2 separate regions of the Mus musculus genome follow, and region 1 is linked to region 2. Evidence: chromatin contacts called from public Micro-C data. All regions are on one chromosome and are shown on one strand. Each heading gives the region's core, a stretch centred on a gene start, on an enhancer-like site or on the middle of the called end of the contact. The rest is flanking DNA. Distances are from core to core; before and after follow the strand shown. Region 1 has its middle 11 kb from the start of Gm32835. Region 2 overlaps Gm41955 (a long non-coding RNA gene).

Region 1 (5,787 bases), core at 2,709-5,208, 480 kb before region 2:
AACATGAGCATTTCATTTATTGTTTGCTTAAACGTGTCTGTTTTTTAGTAACCCTGAACATAAGCAAACATTATTGGGAAATGAGACTTTTTTTACTTAAAGGTTCTTTTCAAACATGATGAAATTTTATAAAAACTAAAATTGAATTTGGATGTCGTTGACGCATGACATTTTATAGATGTTTAATGAAATCTCGATTAATGCCAAGTTTACAATTTATTTTTGTAATGTAGAACATGTAACATATTTTTCTGCTGCTCACATCTGCAAAGTTCCTGGGTTCTGGGTGTCTTTCCTGAGAGCAGAGGGTAGGGTTGGGGGTACGGGTGTGGGCCCTGGGGGATTGTTGAGACACACCACTCTGGCACTGTCCAAGGCTGGGTAGACCTCAGCTGCATGTATGTCATTCTCCTGATACGGTCCTTTCTCCGGCCTTGTCTTTTCTCTGTCTTTTACTAATGCTGCCCTTCCTTAGGTGTGCACTGTTCTCCCTAGTGCATGCTCTGAGGCAGGTAACTCCCTCCCCCACAGCTCATGCATTTGTTCATGGCAGCCCTGTGAACTGGGTAGGACAAACACCCCCTTTCTATAGATGGTGAAAACAGGCCAACCTGAACTACATAGCAAGTGTCAAACCTGTCTCAAAACACACACACACGCACACGCACACACACACACACATACACACACACACACACACACACACACACGCACACATACACACACACACATACACACACACATACACACACACATACACACACATACATACACACATACACACGCACACGCATACACACACACACACACAATCATATTGCTGATTTTATTCTTCCTGCTCCCTTGTAACCCAGGTAGTCAAAGCAACAGCGTAAACGGGTTGTGTTTTGAAATTTGTTTCTTATTTTCTCATCAGAATTGAGAATAACATAAAGTTAAGCCTATGTCAGATTTACAACTCATTAAAATCTCTTTGCTAAAATGCTTAGCTAGTTTAGGGCAAATAAATGGGCCACTCCCATTTTACAGATCTATGCTGTCCAGCCTTGTGGTTACTCCCAGTCCCCTTTTAAATGCCATCACAAACACACCACACCACACCACACCACACCACACCACACCACACCACACCACACCACACCACACCACACCGGAGGCATTTCCCCTCCTTCTTGCCTTTAGAGAAATCAGAGGCTGCTAGAGAAATCTAGACAGTGAGCACGTGGCTGGGTGGCCTTGGGACGTGGATGAGGACTGCCACGGAGTTGGCTGCAGACACTGTGGCCTCTCTGCACCCACACCCAAGCCTACACAAAGGCCTCCGTTTTGGGGGGTGATGGGCAGGGGATGGCCTGAGGTCTGTGAAGCCAGAGCAGGGCTGAGAAAAATGGACAGCACATAGTAGGGGCTCGGAAAACATTTACAGATTGGTTACTCAGGGATCAAAGTCACCTTTAAACTCAACTGAGGCTGGAGGGGGGGGGCGGGCAGGGCGGGGCGGGAATGCCTATCTATCCCCCTTATCAGCCCCCCCCCCCCCAGTACCCTGGATCCAGACTTTCCTGGCTGTCTTGGTGGCCACCTCTTGCTTCCTCTGCCTCTCTTTGATGTTGGGCCTCTGAAGTGTGATTTTAGAGAAAACTCACAGGCCTGACTTGGGATCCTGTAATTTCCCCAACCTTCAGTTTTCTTATCCAGAAGACAATGGTGGCATTAGCTGATCTTCAGAATTGTGGTGCTCTAGGGAGGAGCTGGTGCTCTGGTGTGGTGCTCCAGGGAGGAGCTGGTGCTCTGGTGTGGTGCTCCAGGGAGGAGCTGGTGCTCTGGTACAAAGTGAATGTTGCTTATGACCGTTGGCCCTGACCCATGTTCAGGGACCCATGTTTCTATACTTACTAACAATTGGCCCACAGAGGGTCTGTGTCAGACAGGAAAGTGACTGAACGAAGTCACTGTTGCATCAAACATGCAGCCCCAGCACTGCAGATTACTCTTTTGGGAGGATTTATTCCCAATAGGGTATTTATACACCAGACATGTGGTGGGACAATGTTACCTTGTCATGGGATCAGAGAGGTATGTCCTGTGCCAGCTCTGAGATATATAATCCCACTGAGTCCACTGGGCCCCAGACTGCAGTGTGTGTGTGTGTGTGTGTGTGTGTGTGTGTGTGTGTGTGTGTGTGTGTAATGAGTGTGACCCGACTGCAGTGTGTGTGTGTGTGTGTGTGTGTGTGTGTGTGTGTAATGAGTGTGACCCGAGGTTTTGTTTGGCAAGACTGACCCATTATCTGGTCTAGTCTGTGTCTCAGAGTATTACAAATAGCACTGGCTTCAGAAGGAGGGATCGCAGATGTAACTGAGGCAAAAAATATGGAAAGGTGGGAGGTTTGAATTGGCTTGTGGGTTAAAAGGCAGATGGGTCCATCTCCATGACAATGGGACATCCGGGAGCTCTCTGCCTAGTTGCCTCTGAGGCAGAGCTCTGCCTTACAAAGCTGGAAAGAGCCAGGCTCCGTGGTCCTAGGGCTGAGGTTGCTGCTCTGTTTTCTTCCACCTGCATCTTTGTACTAAGCCTGGACAGGGTCCTAAATAGGCCTGGCGAGATTCAGAGAAGGAAATAGGATCCCGCAGTCCCCTGCAGTCTTCTGAAAATCTAGACTTCCTTACAAATAAAAAGGAAATGCCCTCTTTCTTTTTTGTTGTATATGATTTTCATTTAAATCAAAATAAAATTTACCAACAGTCATGTGAACAGATCGTAAGTGTCTGGTTTGATGTGTTTTTGACGACACAGAACTGTTCCAAGAGCCTATCCCCCGTCCCCGTCCTTTTCATCAGTAGATAACCCCCACAGCTGTGTCACAGAGCTGATGTGTATCGCCATAAATTAGTTTTGTCTATAATGAATTCTATAAGAACGAATAGTGGAATGTGTTCTAGTTTGAGTCTGATGTTTTAGCCGAGCATAAATTACTTACAGGTAAAAGAAATTTTTTGGTTCTGCCAAGTTTGATAGACACATCCTCCTTGAGCTGTAGGATTTGGTTTGTGTTGTGTTGTTTGTGTTGTTTCTGCACAGTCTCACAGTGTGATCCAGCCTCGGCTCAGACTTGTAGCAATCCTCCTGCTTATCTCCGTGCATTCTGGGATTGCTGACATAATCGAACACACTCAGCCCTTTGCGTCTTTTCGTTTCTGATATGAAAGGACCACAGCTTATAAGCTGTGGTCCTTAATTACACCACCGGGCAACTGTGATACCCATCGGGGTTCCGAGGGCTCGGATACACCAGTAGGGAGATGAGCATGGTCTTTGTACTTGGGAGGGTAAAGTCAGGTAATCACAACTTCCAGGCAAACCTGGGCTCCACTGTCAGTCTGAGGCCAGCCTGGGCAACTCAGTGCAACCCAACCCAGGGAGGGTGAAAGGAGAGAAGAGTAAAAGCAATTGTGGCAACCCTTAGAGGAGTCCTAGACGTGTCCTTGTTGACTTTGTTTCTAGACCATCTTTGGTTCCTATGGTGACCTTCCATTCTGTTCTAGACTGCAGCCACCTCCACCCTGTGCAGTGCAGACTCTTCCTCGGTAGAGGGTGGTGTGCTCTCTCCAAGTTCACTGGTCTGTATTGAACTGGTGTGTGTCAACAGGCAGGTGTGTCTGTCCCTGCCTGTGAAAGACAAAGGGGCCTGAGCAGAACAGGGTCCTGTTGGTGACGGAGAGGGTGGAGACCCCGAGGGGGGCAGCCGGCTAACAGGGGTATTGTCCCAGGCGGGGGTGGGATTGGGGGTTGTGTGTGACTGTGCACGGTTGGGAACCCAGCACTCAGCATGAGTCTGATTCACAGGGAGCGTTGATAAAGCAATGTTGATGACTAATGGTCTGGAAAAGGGGAGCTGGGGCAACAAACCCACTGCCACACTCCAGCTATGGAAGGTCTGAGCTTAGCCCCGCTGGGAGAGGAAGGACAGATAAGGTTTCACAAAGGAACACCCAGCAGGGTGGAGCGATTGCGGTCTGTGGGAGATACACAATGGCTGGAGAGCCAAGAGCAGGAGCAGTATTTTTAGAGGATCACTGGCCTAGGAGTGGAACCCTCTGTACCCCTTGGTGCAGCTCATGTAAGCTTCTTTCCTCTTAGAGACCTCCTCCCTCAAGCCGGTGTCATATCAGGTGTCCTGTGGCCGCTGTAACAAACTGGGTGGCAGAAGCTCATCAGTATATGGTGATGCCTGTAATCCCAACATGCAGAGGCTGAGGCAGGAGGATAGAGTTGGAGGCTAACCTGGACTACACAGAAAAGCCCCGTCTCATCGGGGCTAGAAAGAGGGATGGCTCAGTGGTTAAGAACTTTGGCTTTGCTTACTAAGGACCCGAGTTTGGTTCCCAGCACCCACTTGTAACTCTAGTCTCAGAGAATCCAATGTGTTCCTCTGGCCCCCAGGCAGGCAGATGGTATACATACATACATACATACATACATACTACATACATACTACATACATACATACATACATACATGCAGAAAAACAGCCATACACATAAAATAACTGAATAGTTTTGATTTTTTTAAACTCTTTTATTTACATGTATGTCTCTCCAATCCCAACAAGTAAATCTAAAAAGAAAAAGCTAGTTTCGGTAGTGCGTTCTTTAATCCCAGCAGAGGCAGGTCTACATAGAGAGTTCCAAGCCAGCCAGAGTCACGTGGTGAGACACTGCCTCAAACACAAACAAACAAGCTATTTTGTATAGTGTCTCAGAAAACTGAACAAACAACAAGATTCCTCCAAGAAGTTCATTTGTTTACGGTTTTAGCAACTGAAAGTCTAAAATCAAGATAACAGTAGGGCAAGGGCTGGAGGGCTAGCTCAGTGTTGAGACCACTGGCTATTCTTTCAGAGAACCCATATTCAATTTTCAGAACCTACATGATGGCTCACAACTGTCTGTACCTCCTGTTCCAGGGGATTCAACATCCTCCTCTGGCCTTTGTGGGCACTGGGCATCAACATGGTACACAGACATGCATGCAGGCAAAACACCCATACACATACAATGACAAATAAGTCCTTAAAAAACAGTAGTGTCACATTCATACCATGAAACCCACAGCGAAGAGTCCCTCTTGCCTCTTCTCACTGCCAGTGTTTGCCAGCACTTGGCCTCCCTTGGTCTGCAGATCCATCAATCCAGACTTCCTCTCCATCACTATGGTCCATCACTATGGAGACCACATGGTTTTCCTGTGGCCCTCTCATATTGTCTGATTGCTGTGTGTGTCTGTGTCCAAATGGCCCTCTTGTTAGTACAGAGGTCATATCGGGTGAGAGACCCACTTCCTACCTCGACCAGACGTCATTTTAACCAATTATATCTGCCATGACCCTACTCCAAATAAAACCATCTTCTGAGAAAAATTGGAATTCAACTGTCTTTACTGGTGACACCTTCAGTCCACCCGAAGATGCCACCACAGCTGGAGTACTCCTTTGTAGGTGTGATGTGTTAGGCAAGTGTCAAGGGATTTTTAGCCTGGGTTATGACTGATCTGTCCCTTGGGACAGAATTCATATAAATCTCTCTGAGTCTCTTTCTTACAAAACGGACCTCAGGTTCTCCCCACAAGTAGAGCCTGTGGCTCTGCCTCTGAAGTTAGGGCTCCAGGGCACTGGGAGAGTTGTGGGGCCCTTGCACATACAGACATCATCAAAGAAACCCAGGTTGGAACCCAAGAGACACTTCAACTCTGATACTCATCTGCGATCTCAGGTTTCTCGTCCTGATG
Region 2 (5,458 bases), core at 1,172-3,671:
TCACTCTGCGACTGCAGGCATTGACTAGGAGGAGGCTTGAGGGTGGCCGGAGGCTTCTTCCCTGACAGAGGCAGTTGTGAGCCAGGGAGTCTGGTTTGACCCTGGGGGAGTCAGGAGAACCAAGGCTGGGCTTGGGAACTTACTAAAGTTGCCCCTGCAGAAACCAAAACAGCTTATGTGATGGGGAGATTAAAAAAAAAAAAAAAAAAAAAAAAAAACCAAAACACTGTTGAACGTCAGCTTCACATATATTTACTATCAACTCAGTGATAGTATCTAGCCCAGCTTAGTACTCATCTTGAAGGGAGATAGCCACCTCCGTAGTATTGGCAACTGGGAGTTTAGGTTGAAGATATTTTAGGGGTGGCATCTGTAATCTTAATATCCGGGAGGCTAAGTCAGGGGGATGGTAAATCAAGGCTGGGTTACATAGTGGGGCCTTGTTTCTAAATTTAAGTAAATAAATAATAAATTGACTAACAAAATGAATAAACATGGCTCCAGGGCTGGAACTGTGCCTTTGTTGGTAGAGAGCAAGCCTAGCAAGCGCAAAGCCTTGGGTACCATCCTTCGCAGGACTAAGACTAGAGTGCTGCTGTAGCTCTGGGACGTGAAGGTAGGAGTATCAGTTCAAGTCCATGCTCAGCTACGCAGAGCTTGAAGTCAGTGTAGGGCAGATGGACTCTCAGAAACAAAGAAATAGAAGCTGATGGGATGGCCCAGTGGTTAAGAGCATTTGTTGTTCTTGCAGAGGACTCGATGTAGTTCCCGGCACCTACACTGGGCAGCTCATAAATCTAGTTCCAGAGGATTCTACCCTTCTTCTGGCCTCAGAGGGCACCTGCACATGCATGTAGGCATACATGCTATGCATATACGTTTTTTGTTTTTGTTTTTGTTTTTTTTGTTTTTTGAGACAGGGTTTCTCTGTGTAGCCCTGGCTGTCCTGGAACTCACTCTGTAGACCAGGCTGGCCTCGAACTCAGAAATCTGCCTGCCTCTGCCTCCCGAGTGCTGGGATTAAAGGCGTGCGCCACCGCGCCCAGCACATATAAGTATTTTTTAATTAAAAATAAGGAAGAATAATTAAGGGTTGGGGCTCAGTAGTAGAGAATTTGTCTAATATGCATGAAGACTTAAATTCTTAGTCTAGGGGAAAAGTCACATGCAAAAAATAAATAAATATAAAAAGGCCTTTCATTGAGAGGGAGGGAGGGGGCTTTGAAGAATGAGACCAGGTATAAATCACTAAGTAACAGATCAAAACACCAGTGATTCCCGCCTTGCCTTTAATCTCAGCCCTCAGGAGGCAGAGGCAAGAGGGTAGATCTCTCACTTCAAGTCCAGCCTGGTCTACAGAGTGAATTCCAGGACAGCCACGTCCTCACTGAGAAACCTTATCTCAAAAAACAAGACAAACCAAAACCAAAACCAAAACTGCCAGAGATTCAATAACTGGTAGGAAAAGCCAGGCCTAGGGTACATGCTTTTAAGCCCAGCATTCATTTGAGAGGGGAGAGTCAGGGAGACCTCAGAGAGTTTGAGGCCAGCCAGATCTACATAATGAGTTCCAAGCCAGCTACAGCTACATAGTAAGACCTGGATGCCTCCATTGACGATTGGTCTTTGGAGAAGTTCCTCAGATAAAATAGAGTTCTTTAGCTGGACAGAAGCTATGGCCATGCTAGCGTAGGAGATGAAGATCAAGTCATGTAAATGGGGGCTGGTGAGATGGCTCAGCAGTTAGGAACCCTTGTCATTCTTGCTGAGGACTTGGTCAGTCCCCGGTATCCACCCGGTTGCAGCTTAGAACTATACACAGGCACATACACATGCAGCCAAAACGCTCACACACATAAAATAAGCAAATCTTAAAAGAATTAAAAACAAATAAATAAGCTCATGCAAATAGCCCTAGACTGTGGGTCTGATCTGTAGACTATGAGAGATGTTTGGTACAAGAATGTAGAAGTCATGACTCCTTTGGGGGTTGAACAACCCTTTCCCAAGAGTCGCCTAAGACCTGGGACAACACAGATTTACATTATAATTCATAACAGTAGCAAAATTAGTTATGAAATAGCAACAAAAATAAGCTTATGGTTGGGCTCACCACAACATGAGGAACTGTATTAAAGGGCCCCAGCATTAGGAAGGCTGAGAGCCACTGCTCTAGAGGCAATGGGGCTCACGCTGGAGTGTGTCACAGGTCTCTGGGTCTGTAGGACAGTTGAGCAGACCTCATGATGAAGAAGGAGAAGCTTTGGAGTTGGGGACGAGAGGGAGGGGACCTCCAGCTGACCCCAGGGAGAAGGCTCATGGGCTGGAAAACAGGATCGCAGGTGCCAAACAGGTCCTTGCGCATGGAAACAGGCTTTGTTGACTTTGGCAGCCCCACCCTCAGCCTCCTCCTGCCCCATGAGGGCCTGAAACTGACACTGGGCCATTCTGGGGGGTTGGAGATGTTCCCAGTCCAGTCCTGTTCAGGCCAGCTGCAGCAGGCTGCTTGCGCTCCTGGCTTGCAAGAGGGCTTAAGAGGCACAAGGGGCTGGTACCCAGGCCCCGCAGGTGAAGGCCAGGGCTGGGGGACATTAAGACTGAAGGATTGGTCTCTTTTTCTCAGACTGTAAGCCCAGCTGAAGGAGATGACTGTTATAAGGACTGCTCCAGGGTGTCCCCTCAGGGGCCTGACATCCAGATAAGTGCTAATTAACCACCACAACAAATCGGCAGTTAAAGAAACAGATGTCCACAACCAGACTGACCGGGAAGGGACAAAGTGGCAGGGCCAGCTCTGCTGTACCACTTGGCAGCAGCCTCTTGGGTTGAGCGGGCATCTCATTCATCTGCCCGCATCAAGGGAGAAACTCAGGTCTCTCCTGACTTGACTGAAGGATTAGGTGGAAGCCATCACTGGGAAGGAGGGGATGAGAGATAAGGAAAAAAAAGCAGTCAATGGAGAAAGATAGGCACGAAAGGGAATAGAGCCTTTAATCCCAGCACTTGGGAGGCAGAGGCAGGCAGATTTCTGAGTTCGAGGCCAGCCTGGTCTACAGAGTGAGTTCCAGGATATCCAGGGCTGCACAGAGAAACCCTGTCTGGAAAAACCAAAATCAAAAAAAAAAAAAAAAGGGAATAGAGAACTGTGTGTGCTCACGTGTGTACATGTACACATATGAAATGTGTGTATTACTTGTGTATATACATTATTGTTATTGTTGTTGTTATAATTTTGAAACAAGGTCTCACCATGTAACCCTGGCTAGCTGTGTAGACCAGTCTGGCTCCAACTCTTAGAGATCCAACTGCTTCTGCCTCTGCAGTGATGGTGTTCAAGACAAATACCACTTCATCTGGCCTTAAAAAATTTTAAACAGTTTTTAAATTCACTTTGTAGACCAGGCTGGCCTCGAACTCAGAAATCCGCCTGCCTTTGCTTCCCGAGTGCTGGGATTAAAGAGGCGTGCGCCACCACGCCCGGCTTTTTTTTTTTTTTTTGTTTTGTTTTGTTTTGTTTTGTTTTGTTTTGTTTTTTGAGACAGGGTTTCTCTGTATAGCCCAGGCTGTCCTGGAACTCACTTTGTAGACTAGGCTGGCCTCGAAATCAGAAATCCACTTGCCTCTGCCTCCCAGGTGCTGGGATTAAAGGCATGTGCCACCACGCCCGGCTTTAAACGTTTTTGATAAATTATTTCATGTAGCAAGCCGGCCTGCCGCTTACAAGGACTGGGTACACCTGGGAGGCAGGCTGGGGCTGAAAGATCCAGAGAAATAATGGAGCCAAGATGATTCCCTGTTCAAGGCTCAATGTTTACTAGCAGTCTGTGCTTATAAAGGGGGGAAGCCCATCCCCTGCCATGCCAGGCTTCTTGATGTTTTGTTGCCACATTGTTAGCACTAGTCCGCCAGAGCCGTTAGCAGTAAGTCGCCAGTTCCACTCTTGGTGCCTGGAGTCATTCCAGGCTGCCAGGCTGGCAGTTTATTCAGGAATCTCTCAGGAAGACAGGTTCAGACTCTTGGCAGGTGGCAGAATCTCAGGGCAGTTGTCACTTCAAAAGAAGCCAGCCAAGTCAGAAAGCTGCACCGCAGGTGGGCCCACCTCAGTAACAAGGTTTGTACCAGCCCGCTTCAGGCTGGGGGAGGCTACAGTTTCACTTATCCCAGGCTGGCCTTGAACCTCTGATCCTCCTGCCTCTACCTCCCCAGTACTGGAATGGCGCTGAGATTACAGGCCTGAGCCACCCTGCCCAGTCTTGTGTGGTTTTGGAAACAGAAGCCAGAGCTCGATCGACTGAGCTACACCCAGAGTCCAACACTGAACAAATGTATTTACTGTTTGCCCAGCTGGCCTTAAATGTGTGATCTTCCTGCCTCAGTCTTCCAAGTGTTTTGATTTCAGGTGTGTACCTCAGAACCCAGCTCCAGTGTTCTACACTTTGTTACATCCCTTTTCAGAGAGCTCTCAGAAAGGTAGAAAGGTGATCTAAGAAGACCATCATGAAGGATGGAGAGGTGGGGTAGCACAGAATTCCAGGAATACGCTTTCTGGGCAAGGCAAAAGGACCAGCAATAGGAGAGTAGGAGGGAAGAGCAGGAGAAGTGCCACACACAGGCCATAGCCGACCTTGGTTCTTGTGGGCAAGCACCCTTCAGCTTATCACCCTGGTGCTGGCCAGTTCAGGGCTTCCTGTTCCATTTCTGCTGGCCATGTAGTCAGTGTTCCAGCTTACAGTTATCCCTACAGGCAGGGAGTTCAGTGGGCCAAAACCTTAGGACTACCCTCAGCAACTGGACTCCAGCAGTCTTTGCTTCCTGTCTTTGAGATAGATGCCTCTATTTTCTGCGCCCTAATTTGAGGGAAGTTGAGCACTCAGGGAGCTGTAAGCCCAGAGTAAGTTGCAGAGGCTGCGAGGGTGAAGGAGAAGCTGGAGGACTTGGGCTGTAACCTGAGGTTTCTCAACCCAGGTCCTGACTTTATTATCTCTGCATCAAAGTCTCCCTGCCCATCCTGTAGGAGATCTAATTACAATAACAGTAAACCAGTAACAGCTGCTATTTACTGAAAGCATTCCTTGGGCCATACATACCTCCAGATAAGTGCACTTATTTTAATTTACATCTAAAATAGCAAGAAAGACAATTCTTATGTTCTTTTGATTTTTTAATGTGGTTTTGTTTTGTTTTGTTTTGTTTTTTTGGTTTTTCGAGACAGGGTTTCTCTGTGTAGCCCTGGCTGTCCTGGAACTCACTTTGTAGACCAGGCTGGCCTCGAACTCAGAGATCTGCCTGCCTCTGCCTCCCAAGTGCTGGGATTAAAGGCGTGTGCCACCACTGCCCGGCTGTGGTTTTGATTTTTAAAATTTTTGTTTCTTGAGACAGGGTAGCTCTGGCTGTCCTGGAATTCCCCCTGCAGACCAAGCTGACCTCAAATTCAGAGATCTGCCTGCCTCTACCTCCT

The links. A called contact is a pair of places that touch in the nucleus more often than the background predicts.
Region 1: a contact with region 2 is called in a Micro-C map of embryonic stem cells, with 2.6 times the contacts expected there. The contact joins two enhancer-like sites. A contact is called at or near these places in 2 of 484 Hi-C or Micro-C datasets (both in embryonic stem cells), 7 of 115 datasets of contacts at active chromatin or transcription factors (embryonic stem cells, extraembryonic endoderm stem cells, pancreatic cancer cells and 1 more) and 1 of 9 other capture datasets (embryonic stem cells).

The regions. Positions count from the first base shown.
Region 1 is chr1:135,673,797-135,679,583 of GRCm38.p6, reverse strand. It overlaps a transcript of Nav1 not described here. Among named protein-coding and RNA genes, the nearest start is that of Gm32835, 11 kb to the left of the region's middle. Within about 2 kb of position 3,958, at least 57 of the 459 cell types and tissues checked have an H3K27ac peak or open chromatin away from gene starts, as enhancers often do. A contact at or near this core is called in embryonic stem cells, where this site is marked.
Region 2 is chr1:135,193,079-135,198,536 of GRCm38.p6, reverse strand. All of the region lies in intron 1 of Gm41955 (a long non-coding RNA gene), which reads left to right. Among named protein-coding and RNA genes, the nearest start is that of Gm41955, 6.3 kb to the left of the region's middle. Within about 2 kb of position 2,421, at least 27 of the 459 cell types and tissues checked have an H3K27ac peak or open chromatin away from gene starts, as enhancers often do. A contact at or near this core is called in embryonic stem cells, where this site is marked.